Linked DNA regions of Zea mays: region 2 is linked to region 1. Evidence: chromatin contacts called from public Hi-C data. All regions are on one chromosome and are shown on one strand. The core of a region is the stretch at or near the end of the contact, and the rest is flanking DNA. Distances in the headings are between cores, read along the strand shown.

What was found. Hi-C and Micro-C count contacts between places; a contact is called where the count stands out from the background.
Region 2: a Hi-C map of ear shows a contact between it and region 1, with 4 times the contacts expected there. The contact joins the promoter of LOC100273546 here to the promoter of LOC100193485 in region 1. A contact is called at or near these places in 2 of 25 Hi-C or Micro-C datasets (ear and endosperm).

The regions. Positions count from the first base shown.
Region 1 is chr3:122,389,584-122,394,827 of Zm-B73-REFERENCE-NAM-5.0, reverse strand. LOC100193485 (26S proteasome non-ATPase regulatory subunit 11-like protein) reads left to right here and starts at 3,830. Exons shown (of 2, transcript NM_001138600.1): 1 at 3,830-3,912.
Region 2 is chr3:122,980,753-122,986,114 of Zm-B73-REFERENCE-NAM-5.0, reverse strand. LOC100273546 (Pentatricopeptide repeat-containing protein mitochondrial) reads right to left here and starts at 2,195. Exons shown (of 1, transcript NM_001147964.1): 1 at 1-2,195. The coding sequence starts at 2,128. The coding sequence ends at 26.

The DNA.
Region 1 (5,244 bases), core at 2,581-5,080:
GGTTGTGCCCGAGACATCCTGTCACTAGTGGCCTTTGTTTCTAGGAATCCCTTGTTGGGAGTGTGCAATCTTCGCCATGAAACAGGCAGTAATATCTGCGCAGTTGCTGCGCCCATCCCTGGCCCCGGCCTCGCGCGCCATTACCGCGGCCCTGGGGGGGATAGTCTTGATGGCGAGCGGCCTCGCCGGGGGGGTGCTGGTTGGCTATGTTCTGCACTTGCTGCTGGCTACGGCTGTCCCGTCCGGAGTCTGACTGCGAAGGCCTTGTCCAGGTTTGGCTGGACTACGGAGGGTCCTTGGGCTTTCTCTGAGACTCAACCTTGCGCTGATGGAGCTCTTCGGATCTGGCGTACTTCTCGAACAGCTGATAGAGCTCTTGGAGATTTTTAGGTGGGTCCCTGATGCAGTGACTGTATAGGACGCCAGCCCGAAGGCCACTGATGGCGTAGTGTATGGCAATTTGGTCGTCGACCGAAGGCAGTTGTGACTTGAGAGTCAGGAACTTGCGGTAGTACTCCCGGAGGGTTTCCTTCTCTTGCTGTTTGCAGAGTGATAGCTCGGCCAAAGCATCGGTGTCGGGTCGGTACCCTTGGAAGTTAAGCAGAAACTTGTCTCGGAGTCCTTTCTAGGAGTCGATGGACAATGGGGGCAACCTGGTGTACCAGGTCAAGGCCGGACCCTCGAGGGCGATGATGAAAGACTTGGCCATTGTGGCTCCTCCGGATGATGCGACAGCGACTTGATAGCTCATGATGTATTATGCTGGGTCGGTGCTGCCGTTGTACTTGGGGTAGGTCCCTGCCCTGAAGTTGGCGGGCCATGGTGACACTTGGAGTTGCGGATCCAGGGGGCTTCGCTCATCAAGGTAGTTGATGCCTTGGAAAGCTGCGGCCTGTGGGATAAAGGGTCCGCGCTGGGGAATGAATAAGTCTCCGGCTGGCGCGCGCTGTTGGAGGGTCGGGTCGTGCTGCAGATCGTGCTGGCCTTCGCTCCGCATGAGCGTAATCTCTTGCTCGAGTTCCTAGGCTCTCTGCTCCTCGTCTCGTATCATCTGGCGCACCTTGGCTTGCACGGTGACACGTTGGCGCTTGGCCTCGAGGATGTCTTTCTGCTTTTGGAGGTTGCGGTTCTTGATGCGCAGGGCCCGTAGCTGTAGCTGTTCTTCGGCTGAGATGCCGATGACTTCGCCGTCCTCTATTGCGTCTTCGCCCTCTAGTGGAGCAAAGCCTGGGGGTGGTGCTTGTGGTTGTCCTCCGGAGCTACAGGTGCGTAGGGTGCCTTCGGGAGTGGGTTGTTCATCGCTGTCTCTTGCAGAGAGCTTCGTCTTCGCAGGCTTCTTGGGGGGTGTTGTCTGCGAGGGCCTTGCCCTTTTTTCGGCTAGCAGCACTGCCTTCGTTGCTTCGTCGATAGATGGGGCTGCCTTCGAACTAGCTCTCTTGGGTGCCATCGCGGGTGGTTTGTTCGGAGCACGAACGGTGGGCGCCAAATGTTGGAACTTGCTCTCCTGGGCAAGTTGATCCAACGGGGGAGTGAAAAGAATGCAAGCAAGGTTTAGCGTGGAATGGCAATTGCTCTGTTAATCCGGCCTCTCAAGGGCACTGTACGGGGGTATTTATAGGTACCCGAGTGTCTAACGTCCCAAGAAACAAGGACGGTTATGTCCTCGGGTACCCGTATTATCCCCAGAATATTCCCATAAAGGAGGTTTACAGACCGTCATTACAGAAAAGCTATTACAGATGAGGCCCGTAACCTGCCTGTCCACGCGGGGCCCGTTACAGTGGCCCGAATTCCACGTGGGCCTCTGGCGAGATGAGGGGCGCGGGACCAGCAGACTTCGTCGGGGTCTGGCCTCCGTCTTGCAATGGAGGGGACGAAGGGCAACCACACCAGTCGTCTCGCGTTCTTTGGTGTAGCGACGCGACGAAGGCTTCACGCGAAGGGTAGCGTCTTCGCCTTCGCCCCAACATGTCCGAAGCTAGATCCAGCTAATTTGACGTTTGTCCGAAGCTTACACAGCATGTGCACGGGAAAAAGAGAGCTTCAGCTTCAGTAAAAAAATTCAACAGCACAACGGTGCAATATCAATGAATGTTGTGGTAACTTCTCTCCAACTCATCTGTTTATATGGCCCTACAGGTGACGAAGGCGAACCGCTGTAACACACATATTGACTGATCGGCGGACCGACAAAGGCCGTAAATTTTTATTCATTTTTAATAACAAGCTCAGGTAAGCTGTTTTTTGGACCTTTGATATTTAGAAGCCTTCGTGTTTTTCGTGGATCGAGCTCGTTATGAAAAAATGATCTAGCACCGCGAAGGGGCTAATGTTGGGGTCTCCTTCTCTGTCGAAGGTCCTTAAGCAGAGAAATTGTCTATAAGCAACAAGATTGAACGCCGAAGCTACAACGAGCATGTATAAAAGTGCCGAAGGATGACAACTTCTGTTTAATGGTGGTTACGAAGGTCAACCATAATGTTGAGCCGAAGAGGAAAAGACATGTTAATCCCTAGTGTTCTGCATTAGGATAATGTATATACGTTAGGGTCACAAATGTATTTTTACCCGGGCTGCGTCCCATGTGTATAAATAGGTGAACAGTACCCCCATACTGTTCGCGCTGGATTGTAATTGCTCTCGCGTCATTGTGTTCAAGCAAGCCAAAGGTATCAATGTAATACAATTTTTGATAAGTGTCTATATCTTTTTTATGAAATAAATATGTGACTTGATTTTACATCTTATAAATGAATATTCATATTTATGAATGATGAAGATTCGTTCTTCATAACCTTCGTCTAAGATTCATTATGCCCGAGAGGGAATAATGCTTCGAAGGACGAATGTTCTTTAACGCTTAACAATTGTGTTACCTTGTTTTATGGTTTACAACAATAAAAATCAAGTGACCAACAGGACCTCCCTCAGTATTGTGTCCCATTAGATAGAGGATGATTGATTCGTGGTACGAGTTTTCCCCTTCCGAACTCTCAAGATCGTGATCATTTTTTCATCCTCTTTGTTTTGCGCATCCTCAGATTTCGACGGGCCAAATGAAGGATTTTGGGATGTCTTTCTGCCAAGGTAGGATTCCAATTCTCTAGTCGTAGGCCCCCTCGGACCTTTCGGGAGAGTCTGGTGGCTACCCATATGATCCTCGCAGTTTTTTGGTACTTACTAAGTTATCATATGCTTCAAAATTTAGTCTAAGCATAATATCTTGTGAGGAGGTTCAAAATATCTTCATTTTAAACTTTATTATTCTAAAACTTAACTTGCAACTTGAAAATTTTGTTACATATATTGAGGAATATTTTCTTTGAAGTGGATAAAGAAGACATAATTGAGATTTTCATTCGTTGAGGAAGCCTATGACAGATTAGTAGTATTTTGCGATCTTTGTGTCTATTTTATAACATGTTCAAACTATTTATATTCTAATGTATGCAACTTTTGTACTTAATTGTTAAATGTTAAACTTTATATCTATTTATAGAATTTTTTATTGAATGTACTCTAAAATTATTTATACATCAGAATTATATATGAAATTTTTGTTGCTGCACACCCTATACAAAAATCATACCTCTTCTGTTTTGACAAAGGCACGAGATATAAATGAAATTAGTATGCATGGCTTGGTGTATAGGCCCATTCTGTTCCTAGTATAGATCCGTTCTTTCTGTATGGGCTGGCCTATCTTTTCATGCCTTGCTGGAGTCGAAGTCGGCCCACCAACCTGTTCATCGATCTTCTTTCTTCTCAAGAAAAGAAAACAAACCGCTTGTTTGCCCTTCCGACTACGTCTCTCCCTGACTCGGCTTCTCTTTTCCGGCGACGACGGCTGGTCGAGTTGCGGCGCTCTGTTCAGTGTTCATTGTGCCCTTCGCCACGACGATTATCCTCCAGGTACACGCCCCTTCCCTACAGATCCATTTCCTCCCTGCCCGCTGTGCAAAATCGAGCACCGACAAACCCTAACCTAAGCTGTGCGCATCTGGATCTGACCCAATTCGCATGTTTGTTTTATACCTGATAACGTCAATCTGTTTGCCAGAAACGAAAGAACATGCCAGGGTTGCTGGATCCGCCACTTTGTAGGCGTTTACTGGTGTTGTGATCCTGTTTTGCTTGACAAACAGTATGGCTTGCTTGCAATTTCAGTGTCATGGTCAGGGTTCACCAAACCGGTTGAAGGGTGAAAACCTTAGTAACAGGGAACTGGGAACGTGGCCACGTTCCTCGTTCCGGGAACGTGGGAACAATCTTGTTCCCGTAGTGTTAAAACCTAGTTTTAGTAGCGTACCGTATACCACGTTCCCGTTCCTCGGTCACATCGATCCGGGAACCTGGTTACTAAGGTGAAAACCGGCGCCCACCGATAACCGATTTATCACGACAAACCGGTGAAAACCGACCGAAATCGAAATCGCCTAGTTTTTTTAATTCGAAATGGTTTGAAACCGATAAATCGACCGATAAGGCCGATTAATCAGCTCCTGGCCTGATAAACCGGCAGCATAGAAACAAAAACCGAGCCATATGTACTTTTGCAAATAAAGCACGTTGAGGCCCCATAATTTGAACAAAAGATGACCTCAAACAGTATCACAAGTCCAATAACAACATTTAGCAGTTCTAATACATTACATGACATTGTTTCATAGTTCACAAACAACACCGAAGATACAAATACACCATTCATAGTTCACAGTTGTTCCTCTTCGAAGATCATTCACATGGGGTGCATTCTACTGATATTGTGCTTGTGCCATATTGTACACCTCCGCTGATAGCAACATAATACCTTGCTCACGCATCAATTGTGCCTTGTACTCTGTCTAAGTCTGACCGGTCCACACAAAAGTCGTACTCCACGACTCCACCAAGATTTAGTAGTACTCAGTGTCCTCCCATTCGTACACCCCTTCCACTGTTTCTTGTAGTACTTGCACTTGAATCCATGATATATGTTGTCCCTGTGTTGTCATACTGGATCGATCCGATCCGACATCGGTGAAAATATCAACAATAACTATTATTACAAGTATTTTTTTAAACTTGTTTGATTTTTAGTTTGAATTTGTTAGCGTGTTTTTAAATTTGGTTTCAGTGGAAAGTCTTAAAATAATCCATAGTATTTATAAGAAAATTATCATCAAAATGTTTCAAATTTTACAAAGTTTCACAAATTCAAATTTTAAAACCGGTCGTACGGCCTAACCGGCCGGGACCGATTAC
Region 2 (5,362 bases), core at 946-3,445, 590 kb before region 1:
GAGCCAAATCATTGGACTATAAGACCTATGTTGATCCAGCTAAACCTGGTGGCTTATTTACTCCCTTCTCTTTGATTGAAGCCCGAGCCTTTTCAGATTCGTCCCACTTACCTGCTTCGGCACTGATGTTTGACAGCAGCACATAATTTGAGGCCTTGCGAGGTTCCAATTCAGACAACCTCTCAGCTGCCAGCTGTGCAAGTTCATGGTTCTTGTGCATGTGGCATGCTCCAAGCAATGCACCCCAGACGCCAGCATTTGGTTGGATCTGCATTCCTTGCACAAGTTCAAATGCCTCGTTCAGTTTCCCAGCCCTTCCAAGCAAGTCTACCATGCAAGCATAGTGCTCAGCGACTGGCTTCAGTAAGTACTCTTTTGTCATTGAGTAGAAAAAAAACAATCCTTCATCAATCAACCCGGCATGACTGCAAGCTGACAAGATACCAACAAATGTGACTTCATCAGGTCTCACACCATTGGCTTCCATTTCCCTGAAGACTGCGATTGCTTCAGTCCCTTGACCGTTAGAAGCATAGCCATCAATCAACGCATTCCATGAAACAATATCCTTGTATACCATCTCATCAAAGATTTGCTTTGCTTCCAATATCCTTCCACACTTCGCATATGTGGAAATCAAGGCATTTCCAGCAAATGAATCGTTGATATGGCCACTCCTAACAAGAAGATTGTGGAGTTGCCTCCCAACATGCAAAACAGCCAGGTTTGCACATGCTCTGAGACAGCTTGCATAGGTAGACCAGTCAGCCCTATTTGTGCCCCTTCTCATAAGCATGAAATGATGGAGTGCATCAACAAAGCGATCATTCTGAACAAATCCAGAGATAACTGAGTTCCAAGATACCGTATTTCTCCTGTTCATCCTCCTGAAAATACCGATTGCCTTGTGCATTTGGCCATCCTGAGCATAGCCAGCAATCATGGTGTTCCAGGAAACCATATCCTTATTCGGCATTCGCTGGAATAACAACATTGCCTCTTCAAGTATTCCACATTGGACATAACCAGAGATCATGGTATTCCAACACACTGTGTCATGCACCTCCATTCCATCAAAAATCCGACGAGCATCATCAGCCATGTTGCGTTGTAAATAACCATGCATCAACGCAGTCTTTGCTGCCACACAGTTGAAAGACATCTTGTCGAGAAGATCCTTCGCTTCCTGGAGTTTCCCAGCTCGTGCTAATCCGCTTATTATTGTTGTCCATGAGATTGAGTTCTTAATTGGCATCTCATCGAACAGTTTACAGGCCTCTTCTATGGGCGAGAGATGCACATACCCATCAAGCATCACGTTCCAAGCCACAACATTTCGCTCAGGCATTCTGTCGAACAGGTCCCTAGCATCAGCAATCCTCCCCGCACGGCAATACCCATTGAGCAAGGTCACCCAAGAGATGACATTAGGTGATTCAATCTTTGCAAAGAAGCTAGAGGCCGCATTCAAATCTCCAGTTCGCACAAAACCCGCCAGCATCAAATTCCAGGACGTCATGTCCTTCACCATTTCGTCGAAGAATTGAACTGCCCGCACCATTTCCCCACTCTGAGTGAGCCCCGCTAGTGCTGAATTCCATGAAACAAGGTCCGGAGCCGGCATCTCCCGCAGCAGCTTCATTGCATCGTCGAACCTGCCGTTCTTGGCGTACCCGGAGATCATGGCGTTGTAGCAGGCCGTGCACTTGTCACCAGGCATTCGGTCCAGCACGTCCCGGGCGAGCTCGAGATCCCCCCCGCGCGCGTAGCAGGAGACCATCACCGTCCACGAGAACTCGTCCCGGACAGGCATCCGGTCGAAGAGGCTCCGGGCGTCCGCGACGCGGCCGTGATCCGAGAGGGCCGCGATCATCGCGTTCCAGGAGACAGTGTTTCTGCCGGGCATCCCGTCGAAGAGAGCCCGAGCCTCGTCGATACGCCCGTGGCGCGCGAGCGCGGAGAGCATGGCGTTGTAGGTGACGGTGTTGCGGAGAGGCATGGCGTCGAAGAGGCGGCGCGCCGCCGCCAGCTGGCCCGACCGCGCGAGGCGGGTGAGCTCCTTGTTGCTACGGAACACTGCGGAGGCTGCTGCCGCCGCGGTGACCTTGGTAGCTGCCGCGGCGGCCATGGGCGGGAGCGAGTGCCGGCCGGCGTCAGCCGCTCGCTCGGACGCACTGGATGACCTCAGCAGTTCGATTTTTTATTTTTTTTACAAGGGCGGGCGAGCCGTCGGTATGGACTGTTCCGATTACAGTTAGGGCTTGTTCGGTTATTCCCAACACACATGGATTGGATGGGATTGAAAAAAATTAGAAGAAGTTTGACTTGTTTGGGATTCAAACCCATCCAATCCCACTCAATCCACATGGATTGAGAGCTAACCGAACAAGCCCTTACTCGGTTGCTAGATTAATCGGTATTGACTGATAGGCAAGAAGGTGTTTAGTTTGTAGAGACTAATTTTTAGTCTCTTTAACTTTCTAAATTAACAAATACTCCTAAGTTATAGAGTCTAATTGATACTGACCTTCTCTAAATCATGTATTGTGTTTTGACTATTTTTACATCGTTTTGACAATTTAAAATAAAAAACTAGAATCAAGAATTAAAATTGTAAATGTCTTTCTTATATGACTTATATCTCTTTCACAAGGAATCTTTACAAATTGTAGTCTCTTGCAACCATACACGAGAATCAAAGTTACAATGTGAATCACAGCACAAGAGAGGGAAGAAAGTATACATACAAGAGCCAAAACCATCCGCACAATACAAGAACAAGATCACAAGAGCGCAAACTCACCGAGTTGCAGAACGACTCAAAAACCGCGCTCGGATCTCACTAGAATCACTTGGATGTGTTGCGACAGAGTCTCGAAGTGAAGTAGAGCTCTTGTTATGCTTGGGTATTGAATGACTGCGTCGTGTGGGTCCTTTGATAGCCCCAAAAGGCCTCATAATTGTTGCCCTTTTCATAGAAAGTTGTTCAAAATCTATTGTTCCCTGGGTCCGGTGCACCACCGAACCAGGTACAGGGAGCGACCTCCGAGATCCTGATTGGATGCTTCCAAATCAAGGGAGCACTGGACCGGGTTCATGCATCACCAGATCGCTATGTGTCGCTTCTCCGTGAAGTGGCCGTTGGACACTCAGATCTAGATGTTACCACATTCGATTTTTTGGCTATTTAGCCCCCTTTTTTGAAAAAAAAATTAACCATTAGATAACTTAATATCATTTTACACATTTTGTTCGACGCCAAGTCTATGATGTCGCGGTTCGACGCTATAGACCGCAGTGACGAGATACGAGGACGTGCTAGCGCCTATATGGCCTAGCCGACTAGCACGCCACATATCACAACCACGAGCTAGGACTGTCATGTAGTGCGTACACAATCAAATGTTGTACCTGTACACTTGACAAGCGACAGAGAAGAAGACCGCACCACCCTTCTGTAATCAGCGTACCACGTGGGAGGTGTAGACGTCAGGGCGATATTCTGTCATGCGTGGACTCGGCGCAACCACCACCATCGACTTGACCCGACCCGGTGACTTTGACAAGTGATATAATAAACTGACATGATATGGTTTATAAACAATACAGTGCGTACAACAGTCATAACAGTCATCGCAATGCTATTTTTATAGTATCACGCATTGGTCACATTCCATATGATTGGTTAGCCGCATCGCTTTATCCTAAACCACTGTGTGCATTGACTTTACCTGAGAGCATATTTGGTTGCTGTCACACCCGGATTTAAGGTATAAAGCCGAGTGCATCTTATATATGTGCCAAAAAAGAAAAACACATATATGACAAAATGTATAGAGATAAATGTCATTATTACATAACGAAAGTCTTACAAAAATAAATGATAATAATAAAGCGAACTAAACGTTCATCCTTGGCGCCATAAAGCTAACTGGGAGACGACATCTAGATCAAACCGTACTCCTCATTATACGGTTCCTCCTGGACCACCTGTTCTTCTCCGGTGGGGGGGGGGGGGGGTTTATATATCGCAAGTGTGAGCTCACAAAAGATCATAGCTCAACAAGTTGTGTGAAATAATGTGCATGAACTCACCAATGGTGGGAGTTCACGTGAAGTGTAAGGCTGATCAACAATAAGGGTTAAAGCTGAGCATTGCTTTTACTAAGTTGGTCAAATTTTATTAGCAGTTACTAAATGTAAGTAAATACCAAACAAGAATAATAATAGATCAAAATTAATAATAAATCCCAATGCGATGCAAATGACAAAATTGAATTTAATTCCATAATTTAATCATGCGAGAGTCCTGAGCAGCTCATGACCACGAGCACGAATAGTATATCAGTTTTACACTCTATAGAGGTTGTACCCTGTACCCACAAATCATGTTACCCATCTGCCACGGGGTTGTACGACCCCATACACCTCTACCAAGGAAGCGAGGCAGGGTAACACTATGAGGCCTTTACAAAGTTCCACTAGCTTCAGAAAACCCACTACAGTTCTAGAAAGCGCAATGCAGGAATCCCCCGTCTGACCGTCTGTCACACCCGTTTTCGAAGGGCAGAGCCGGGTGCATAGCATATGTGTGCCAGGATCTATTTCCACACATATGTTGACGTCACAAGTGTAATATATCAAAAGAACAATGCATAAAAGCGTAAATAACGATTATATTAACATATTACACTTCGAACAGACATAATGTCTTAACCTTTATTCATCAAAGTACAACGAACATGGACATCCATCCACAGGAAGATGACCAGGGGTATCACTAGACTAGCATCCATGGAGTTCAGCATCATATCTTCATCTGCAACTTCTGATCAAAATTAAGCAAGGGTGAGCTCACTTATGGTCGGGGCTCAGCAAGTGGGAGAAAAACTAATGCAAGGTAACAAGGTGAGGCTGAGGTTGAGCAGTAAGCATTTTAGTTGGTCAACATTTTATTATCAACACCTGTCTTACTAATAAGTGTGGATCCCAAGTATTCCCATTAAACAAAGGTATAAGAGTATATCAAAAACACTTAAGTGAAACCACTTAAGCAAAACCATTGGCAGATCATCGAATCTCGATTTATTTCCATCTTCAAGTTCAATTATCATGTGAGGAGTCCAGGCCGCTCATAACCGTGAGCACGACTGATATATCAGTTTTACACTCTGCAGAGGTGGCACATCTTTACCCATGAGTCGCGATTCTCTTCTAGCCCAGGTTAGCTAGACCCATATTCACTTCCAAGGTGAATGGCCAGGGTCTCACTACGAGGCTTCTCCCTAGAGTCCTCATTACGCAAATGCTGGAAATGGTCAAACTGCATAAAGCACACCTACCGTAACCAACTTATAGTCCA